2 separate regions of the Mus musculus genome follow, and region 2 is linked to region 1. The links are chromatin contacts, called in public HiChIP or PLAC-seq maps. All regions are on one chromosome and are shown on one strand. The core of a region is the stretch at or near the end of the contact, and the rest is flanking DNA. Distances in the headings are between cores, read along the strand shown. Region 1 overlaps Mical2 (microtubule associated monooxygenase, calponin and LIM domain containing 2). Region 2 overlaps Tead1 (TEA domain family member 1).

The links. HiChIP or PLAC-seq counts read pairs in DNA pulled down with a chosen protein or histone mark.
Region 2: an H3K27ac HiChIP or PLAC-seq map of stem cell-derived neural progenitor cells shows a contact between it and region 1, with 3 times the contacts expected there. The contact joins two enhancer-like sites. A contact is called at or near these places in 2 of 39 promoter capture datasets (embryonic stem cells and liver) and 3 of 115 datasets of contacts at active chromatin or transcription factors (embryonic forebrain, forebrain and stem cell-derived neural progenitor cells).

What each region holds. Positions count from the first base shown.
Region 1 is chr7:112,231,492-112,235,479 of GRCm38.p6, forward strand. It overlaps Mical2 (microtubule associated monooxygenase, calponin and LIM domain containing 2), which reads left to right. Exons shown (of 26, transcript NM_001193305.1): 2 at 3,856-3,928. Among named protein-coding and RNA genes, the nearest start is that of Mical2, 7.6 kb to the left of the region's middle. Within about 2 kb of position 2,345, at least 49 of the 459 cell types and tissues checked have an H3K27ac peak or open chromatin away from gene starts, as enhancers often do. A contact at or near this core is called in forebrain and stem cell-derived neural progenitor cells, where this site is marked.
Region 2 is chr7:112,867,588-112,871,575 of GRCm38.p6, forward strand. All of the region lies in intron 9 of Tead1 (TEA domain family member 1), which reads left to right. Among named protein-coding and RNA genes, the nearest start is that of Rassf10, 84 kb to the right of the region's middle. Within about 2 kb of position 1,919, at least 58 of the 459 cell types and tissues checked have an H3K27ac peak or open chromatin away from gene starts, as enhancers often do. A contact at or near this core is called in forebrain and stem cell-derived neural progenitor cells, where this site is marked.

The DNA of each region.
Region 1 (3,988 bases), core at 1,095-3,594:
TTTTCTGTGTAGGGGCAATCACATTCCCAACTGAGCTACAACCCCAGCCTCTTAGCGTGTTTTTTGTGTGGTTTAATATTTCTACCCAGGACTGTATTCCTCCCTCTCCGAGATCTCCACCTCTCTGTGGCTGCCTGGATACCTTATGGCTCTAGCATCCTTCCTGTAGCTTGCCTACATCTCTCTCAGGGCATAGAAATGTTACAGCAGAACCTTTCCTGGGTGGCAGGGTATGCCCAGAGCTCACGTCCTTTCAGCTGGCTGTAGGAGCTGAACAGCAAGGAGCTAGTCAGTTGTTGCTGGCCCCTGCACCGCTAGAGCCACGGGTTAGTGGAACACTCTCAGGCCCAAGTTTCGGACACACCCAGCCCGGAAGCTCAGCACAGGCCAGAAACAGGAGTGAGTGTCTAGAACACTCTGTCCTGGACTTGCCAGCTTCAAATCGTTGTGCTGAGCCACAGAGATGGTGTCTTTGCTCACAGACTAAATGCTGGCCTTGGCCACTCGTGTGAGGACTGGATCCAGATCTCAGGGTGCTGGGAGCCAGGTGCATGAGGAGCAGAGGAGGGGGAATGGGCATGGAGAAGAGTTACTGAGATCTTTCAGTCATTAAGAGAGCTGCTTCCTAGGGCAGAGTAGACCCAGGTCTGGGGGGGATCTGACTGCTGGCTCCTGCGTTGGATGCCTACTTAACCTAAGGTTCTATGTGCAGTATTTGTGGAGTTGATAGCTCCATGGGTGGGGACAGTTGGACCTTTCACACTTGGATGCAAAGATGGTAACAAGCAAGTATTTCTTCCCGAAAAAACTGGGGGTCTGACAGCCAAGGGAGAGGGTAAACAGCATGGAGGGGACCACATGCATGAATTCACTCACTCTAAAACATGCATATGGATGCATGGTACACACACACACACACACACACACACACACACACACTGAGAGACAGAGAAGGGGATACGGTACTTGCCCCAACACACATGTATACATGCATGGTTCTCACCTCCACACACAAGTGTGTATGGCACTAACCATCACAAACATACAGATACCTAGAACTACACCACGAGCACACACCGATGCGATGCATGGTAAAAACACTCACTCATACAAAAAGAACTGGTGAAAACCCAAGCCACATTTCTTCTCTCAGCCCCCATCCTTGGGCTCTCTTCTCACAATGTGGTTGCTGTTCCAAGCCTCCTGTAGACATGCTGTGGGCACACTTCTCTGCCTGTTACCTGCTTCGCTTTTCCTTCTGTCTGCTAGGAAGTGACCAGAGTGACCCAGAGGGCCCACAGGATCTCAGAGACTCAGGAATGAATTGGCCAGAACTCAACGATTGCCTCCTCCATATATTTCAGTGTCTCTTTTGTCAGAATCCCCCTTGCTTTAAATCTGGGGGATTTGGGACATCTAGGCACTGAGGATAAACATCAGGAACAAATTCTCCATGGAGATGATAGAAGCAAAAACAAGCAAGCAGACAAATGAAGCATGCTAAGACAGACATGGGTTCGAATCCTAGCCATGTGGCCTTGCAAAGTTCATGAATCCTACCATCTAAGCCTATAAAGAAGAGGTAGTTAGAGTCATCTTGATCTCAACACTGATGTAGAGATGAAATTAAAATATTTACAGGGTGCTCTGCACAGGCCTGCATTCCAATACCTCCCTGTTTTCTATGGTCAATTTCCACACTGAATAGCATGAATGGGCTCCTCCATGAGCCCCCTCTGGGGCTTAAACTTCGGGTTCCTGTAAAAGTCAGCCAGTTCTTCATTTTTCCCCAAGCTGAGCTCCTCCTGTCTGCCTGCTCCCCCCACCCAGCCCTGTTCTTGTGGCACCCCCTCCATCCCACCCAGCCTCTAGGCACCCCATCCTTCTCTGCCCTTCACTCCCTACAGCCTCCTCCTCACTTCCGTCCCTTCTGCCATGGTAAGCAGTAGCTTCCTGGAGAAGGCTCCCTGTTTATGGCTGCTCCCTGGGGTGTTTATGCTGCCTCTCTTCAAGAGCTCCTAGCAGATGTCTGTTTATTGCTGAAACTTCATCTTCAGCCAGAGAGAGGAACAGCTTTTTTTTTTTAGATCTCTAATTGTGGTGGCTGTACAATACGGCTTAGATTGCCTCCGTGTCTTAATTCCTCATTGCTCTCCAGCTCTACCCATTATGAAACTCTTCAGATGCAGGCAGAGAGACCTTATATGTCCCGATTTCAGAGCTGCATTTAAATTTAGCATGCAGTTGTAATCAGTTAGAAAGGTAGGCCAGGGGAGTGAGGGCAACCAACAGTTTGTCTTCTATCCTGGCTCCGACAGATGGTATGAATGAGAGGAGCATTTTTGGTATCCATAGCAACAGCAGCCCTCCCTCACGCCCCCTCTTGCCACCTGCAGGATTGATCAGGCAGTCTCAGGCTGCTCTGAGATGAGCTGCCAGCTCAGGAGTTTTATCTTTCCCTTTGGACCCCGGTGAGGCTTGAGGTGCTCAGGGAAGGGCAGCTGGGGTGGCTTTAGATGATCCTGACCTCTCTGCTGGAGGAAGAAGAGAGAGCATGAGTCACAGAGCCGTGGGATGTCAAGTTGGAAGGGTCCTATGATGTCTTAGTCACGAAGTTCTCACCTTGCCTTGAGTTTATGTGTTTAGAATAAGAGGCTCAGACAATGTGTTTTTATTTTTACTTTTTTTGAGACAGGGCCTTATCATGTAGCATAGGTTGGCCTTAGCTTGCAATTCCTCTGCCTCAGAGTTCCACATCCCCTGAGCCCTGGGGACAGAGTTTCTACCTTTGCTTTCTCAGTCTGTGATACAAAACCAGATTTTATTTTGTGTTTGTTTATTTGTTTGAGAGAGGGGCTCACTATGTAGGCTTGGCTGTCCTGGAACTCACTATATAGAACAGGATGGTCTCAAACTCACAGAGATTCATCTGCCTCTGCCTCCCAAGTGCTGGGATTAAAGGTGTGTGCCACTGTACCCAGCTCACAAACCCAGATTTTAACTGAGACGGGCAGCTGTCTATAGAGATTCGTTTGTCTCCAATTGGCTATTGGCTGACCCTTGAGAGAATACACCAACATGAGCCAGTTGGGAGTCATGGAGGAGGGCTATAAATAGGTGTTGGCGTGGCTACCAACAGCTGGAGGCTCAGGCTTGTTAGAGCCCAGCACAGCATGCAATTGTTGTGCTGTGGCCCAGATCTGGTTGCTCTTCTTTTGCCTGGAGTGTGGTATGCAGGACCAGCTTCTCACTGCTGCCTGCACACTAGGACTGGGTATGGAATATACGCAATGGGGAACCTTCTAGGAGACATCTTGGAGGAGGAAGAGGTAGGACCAGCTTGTTAGTCACAGAGCACCTTGGAGGATGGCTAGGATGTCCTCAACAGAAATGAGCGGAGGCAAGAGCACACAGAGGCGTAGGCAGGGGGCATGTGCAGGATATAAACAAACCCAACAGGCAAGAGGAAGCCACCAGAGGACACTGGGCCACCTAATCCTTGGGCCAGTTAAGTTTAGGAAGCCTAGGCCTCCCACCAAGGACTTAATGCTGCCTAAATGGCTATCCTTTGATTACATTTAGGGGTGCTCAAAAAACTTAGTAGAGCAATTAAGGCCAGGCCCCATAGCAGACTTCTTCTGCCTTAGCTTTGTCTCTTAACTTTATTTGTGGTTGCAGGGTCTGTGTGTGCAATCTCATCTTTCCAAGTACAGCAACCCATTATGAAGCTCCCTAGCTAGGGTTGTAGAATATGGTCCATCTATCTTTTCCTGCAGCATGTATTCTGTAGGGAACAAACAAACAAACAAACACAAAAAAACCTGTCCCCTTACACCCTTCCTTCCCTTCTTCCAGGTCAAGGAGAAGAAATGTGGACATAGAGGCTCCTGACCTCAGAAACGGACCAGGGGGTTCCTGCTTGCCTGCGGTAAGTCAAAGCAGCAAAGCTGGGGTGGATTGGATCCTGAGGGATACCCTCTTCCAAAGG
Region 2 (3,988 bases), core at 669-3,168, 640 kb after region 1:
GTTGGGGGGAGAATTGCTGCAGGGTGCCCAGGCTAGGGATCCTGCAGAGCCGGCATTCTGATCCTCGTTTCTCGGTGGCTAGAGTCTGGAGCTGGGGATCCTGGGCTCGTGTGAGTCATTTGTCCTTGCCTAAGGGATCCCAAATCCTCTCAGGAGACTTCGGCCTCTGACCCAGCTCTTACTGATGTTCCACAGAAGTACCATCAGATAACCTGAGTCCTTCCAGTAAAGCAATCGGGCCAACATAGGCCCAAAGATGATTTAATTTTCTTATCTTTATAGCTCCTTTCAAAAGCTTAAGTTCCCAGATCCAGTTAAATTCCTTTGTCAGACCGCAGTTCTGACGTTGGCTGGTTCTGGAAATGTCATCTGAACAAGTAAAAGCAAACCAGCATGTAGGAGCCTTTGTGTGAGGAGGGTGTAGAGTTGAGGATGGGTACTGAGTCAGCTGAAGGTTCCAGGCCTCAGGCTATGCAGGGGGTGCTAGAGCACTTACCTTGTCTCATTGAGGGGCGTGGCCATCTGGGCCAATCCCTTTCAGATTCTGTTGCAACTCTCTCTTTCACTTGACCTTCACATTGACCCCTGGAGAAGACCCAGCCATATGTGTCATTTTTGTGTTCAGATGGCACACAGACCAGGTCGCACAGCTCATACATAGAAGGTTCCTACCTGTGCATTCTTAGCATCCTTGACACTTAGAATACTTCATCCCAAAGTATATCTGATCCTCCAGGAGGGTGCTGCCGCTTGGTTTGATGGTTGTCTCGGGCTGGGTGGATCTCTTGGGTTTTCCTCTGTGGTCTTCCAGGGGGACCTGAGAGATGGGGTGGCATCCAAGGCTCTGCATGATGGCCAGACGTGGTGTGATCCCTCAGCTCTCGCCATAGTGAAGGATGCTAAGTTGTCCCACACCAGCACACAGCTTCCCATGGCTGCAGCCTGTCTGCTGGGTGGTTTATATTCTCTGAGCTGGTCTGGGAACTCACCCTCTTTCTTCATTAGCCTTTGGGGAAGAGGCAATTGAAAGCATCTGGAAATGCAGGTTTTATAGACATTTCACAGAGACCCAGCCAGGCTCCATCTGCTTTTCTTGGCGGGTCAGCTTCCCTCCCGCTTGCCATCCCAGTGCCTACCCTTCATTCAGCCATGGTGTCTCTTCAGCTGCACTGGGTGGAAAGAGGAAGCAGGAAGGAGGCATCCCGGTATAACACCCTGAAACTACAAGGGATCGAGCAGCTTGTTGGGTTTAAGCTCTGGAGGAAACTGGTTCACCTTCTCTCTGGCAGCCTCATAGAGACCCATGCAATCCCCATCCTCTCCTGGCTGAATCTGCAAGTCACTCTCTTGGCTTGACTCCACACCCACTCCCTGCCATCAAAGGCTGCCCAGGCCACCCTGAACCCTCAGGTTCAGACAGACAGTCCAGGCTGGATCGTGACAGGAAGCAAAGGCAGGTGATTTGTCCTCTCTCTGATTCAGCTTAGACATTAGTATCCTTCGACATGAATTATTTGTCTTGGTTTCTTTAAATTCCTAAGTGGATTATAATTTTTCTCTTGGTATTATTTGACAGCAGTCATTTTTCAAGGTTTTACTAAGTTCTTCAAATACTTGAAATTTTTGGGAGAAGTTTAGGAAAATATCGCCACCTTCAGGTGGTTTGCTGTAGTGCAGCTCTCAGCTCTATCCCAGGGCACAGAGGGTTATTTGTAGTTTTCCCCTCCCCTCCCCTCCCCTCCCCTCCCCTCTCCTCCCCTCCCCTCCCCTCCCCTCCCCTCCCCTCCCCTTCCCTTCCTCCTTCCCTGCCTCTCTTTCTTCTTTCAAAAATGAAGCGGTCACATTGGAATTCCCTAAATAAGATAGATCATCAGTCCTATTGAGGAAAGAAAAAGGGTTGGGGAGAGAAAGGAAAACCTTGAAGCCCCGCTAGCCATTGAGATCTACTGTCTCAAACTGGGTACATCCCCAGCTGCTCCATCTCATTTTGGAGGACAGGCCTTTTATGCTTCCTCAAAAGGAGCCTCCTGGGTTAGAGTCTGCTATCCTAACGGAAATCAGAAGCTTGGTCATGAACCCACCTCAGCTCCAGTAGTGACAGTAAATAACCTCATGACAGTGGGAATCACCCCGATGAACCTGGCACTTCCCGCCCTGCAGTTCTGTTTTAAGCTTTTCTTTCCATTTCGTAGCTGTTTGAGGGAGTGCACCGATGGTCTCTCCTCAAGTCGGGGACTTTTTTTTTTTTTTTAAAGTACACTGTAGCTGTCTTCAGACGTACCAGAAAAGGGCGTCAGATCTCATTATGGGTGGCTGTGAACCACCATGTGGTTGCTGGGATTTGAACTCAGGACCTTCACAAGAGCAGTCGGGTGCTCTTACCCCCTGAGCCATCTCTCCAGCCCAAGTCGGGGACTTTTACAGTCATGGAATAAAGAGTATCCATGACAGACTCTTGGACAGGCCCAGTTGATAATGTAGTTTCCGTGCATTCTCTCACTAGTCACTAGATTCTCATGCAGGGAAGGCACTGCCTTAGAATGGAGGCAGCTGGGGTAGAGAGGCAGAAAGCCCCAGCCAAGAAGTTTCTAGAAAGTGGATGGAATCAGCTGCAAATCCAGACTGAGAACTCAGCCAACTCCAGCGTCCAGGTCTCTTCATTCCTCTATGGTTTCCATAGGCAGTGAAGATCAAATGGAGCAGGGACCCGGAAGACAGAAACCTTGCTTCAGTGAGGAGGACTGTTGACCCCTCCAGCACCTCCTGTCTGTGACTCTCAGGATTTTCATTCAACCTTTCAGGCTCGTAGTGACAGTGACGACAGACTAGGGTCACAGAGGTAGAAAGAGGAGCTGAGAAACTCCAGATCCCAAGAGATCCTGCCTGTGTTGGGAGTCTCACATGTACACGGTTACCCTAACTGCTGTGAGCTGTCTTAAGCCACAGGAGAGTTTTACAGCGTGACCCATGCTTCTTTGCAGCCCAGGGGCTTGTAGTCAACCGAAGTAGACATCCTGAAAATCATACTTTTGTTTCCTTTCATGTTTTCTTTTTCCTTCCTCATGCCACCCGCCATGTTCCACAGTAGCTTTGCATGGACGGCTAATTGAGCCACATGACCCGTAAGGAAAAGAGCCATATGTTACCCTGTGTCCCTTACTTCCCTGTTCCCTTTGTTAGTGACAGCTATGTACAGCTCTTGCAATTACTTCTTTGTATTTTTTTTAGATGTAATTTGTTACCACTGTGTGTGTACATGTATATGCCATGGCTTGCAACTTTCGGGGATCAGTTTTCTCCTTCCGTTGTGTGATGGAACTCAGCCCTTCAGACTTTTAATGCCGGTGCCTTTTTACCCACAGAGCCTTCTCTTGGCCTTTGATCACTTTTGTTTTTATTTTTGTTTTTGTTTGTTTGTTTGTTTGTTTTTTCTTTTTAAAAAACACTCACTGGCCTCTTACTATGGGAGAATAGGATTTAATTCCACACTTAGCACATGCTAAATTTAAAGTTCCAGCTTCCACTCTGCTGTCCTAACTCCTCAGTGTAGCTTATCAGTATCTTGAGTTTAATTCTCACTTGGCATTTACATTACAAACTGGTTTTATTTTTAATACCACTGTATGATTTGTGAGCACTGTCTTCTTCTTTATAAACTGCTCTCAATGTGATTGCCTCTATTTTCTATCTGTCTAGTTTTTTGTTTGTTTGTTTGTTTGTTTGTTTGTTTTTGTTTGCTTTTTATTATTTTACACAAGTGTATCTTCCTAGGGGTCCCACATGCACACAGACACCCCACTTCTAGTACAACTCCAGAACTTTCTCTGGATGTTCCAATAGAGAAATATTTCAGAACCATTTTTCTTGTCACAGTCTCTCTGGGAGTCCACAGCTCACAGCCTTATTGACCCAGTTCCTCCCAGGTTCTTCTGGGATAGGCCCTTTCTCTTTGATCGTTAGAAATGTATCCCGTATCTCCTAAAAACCT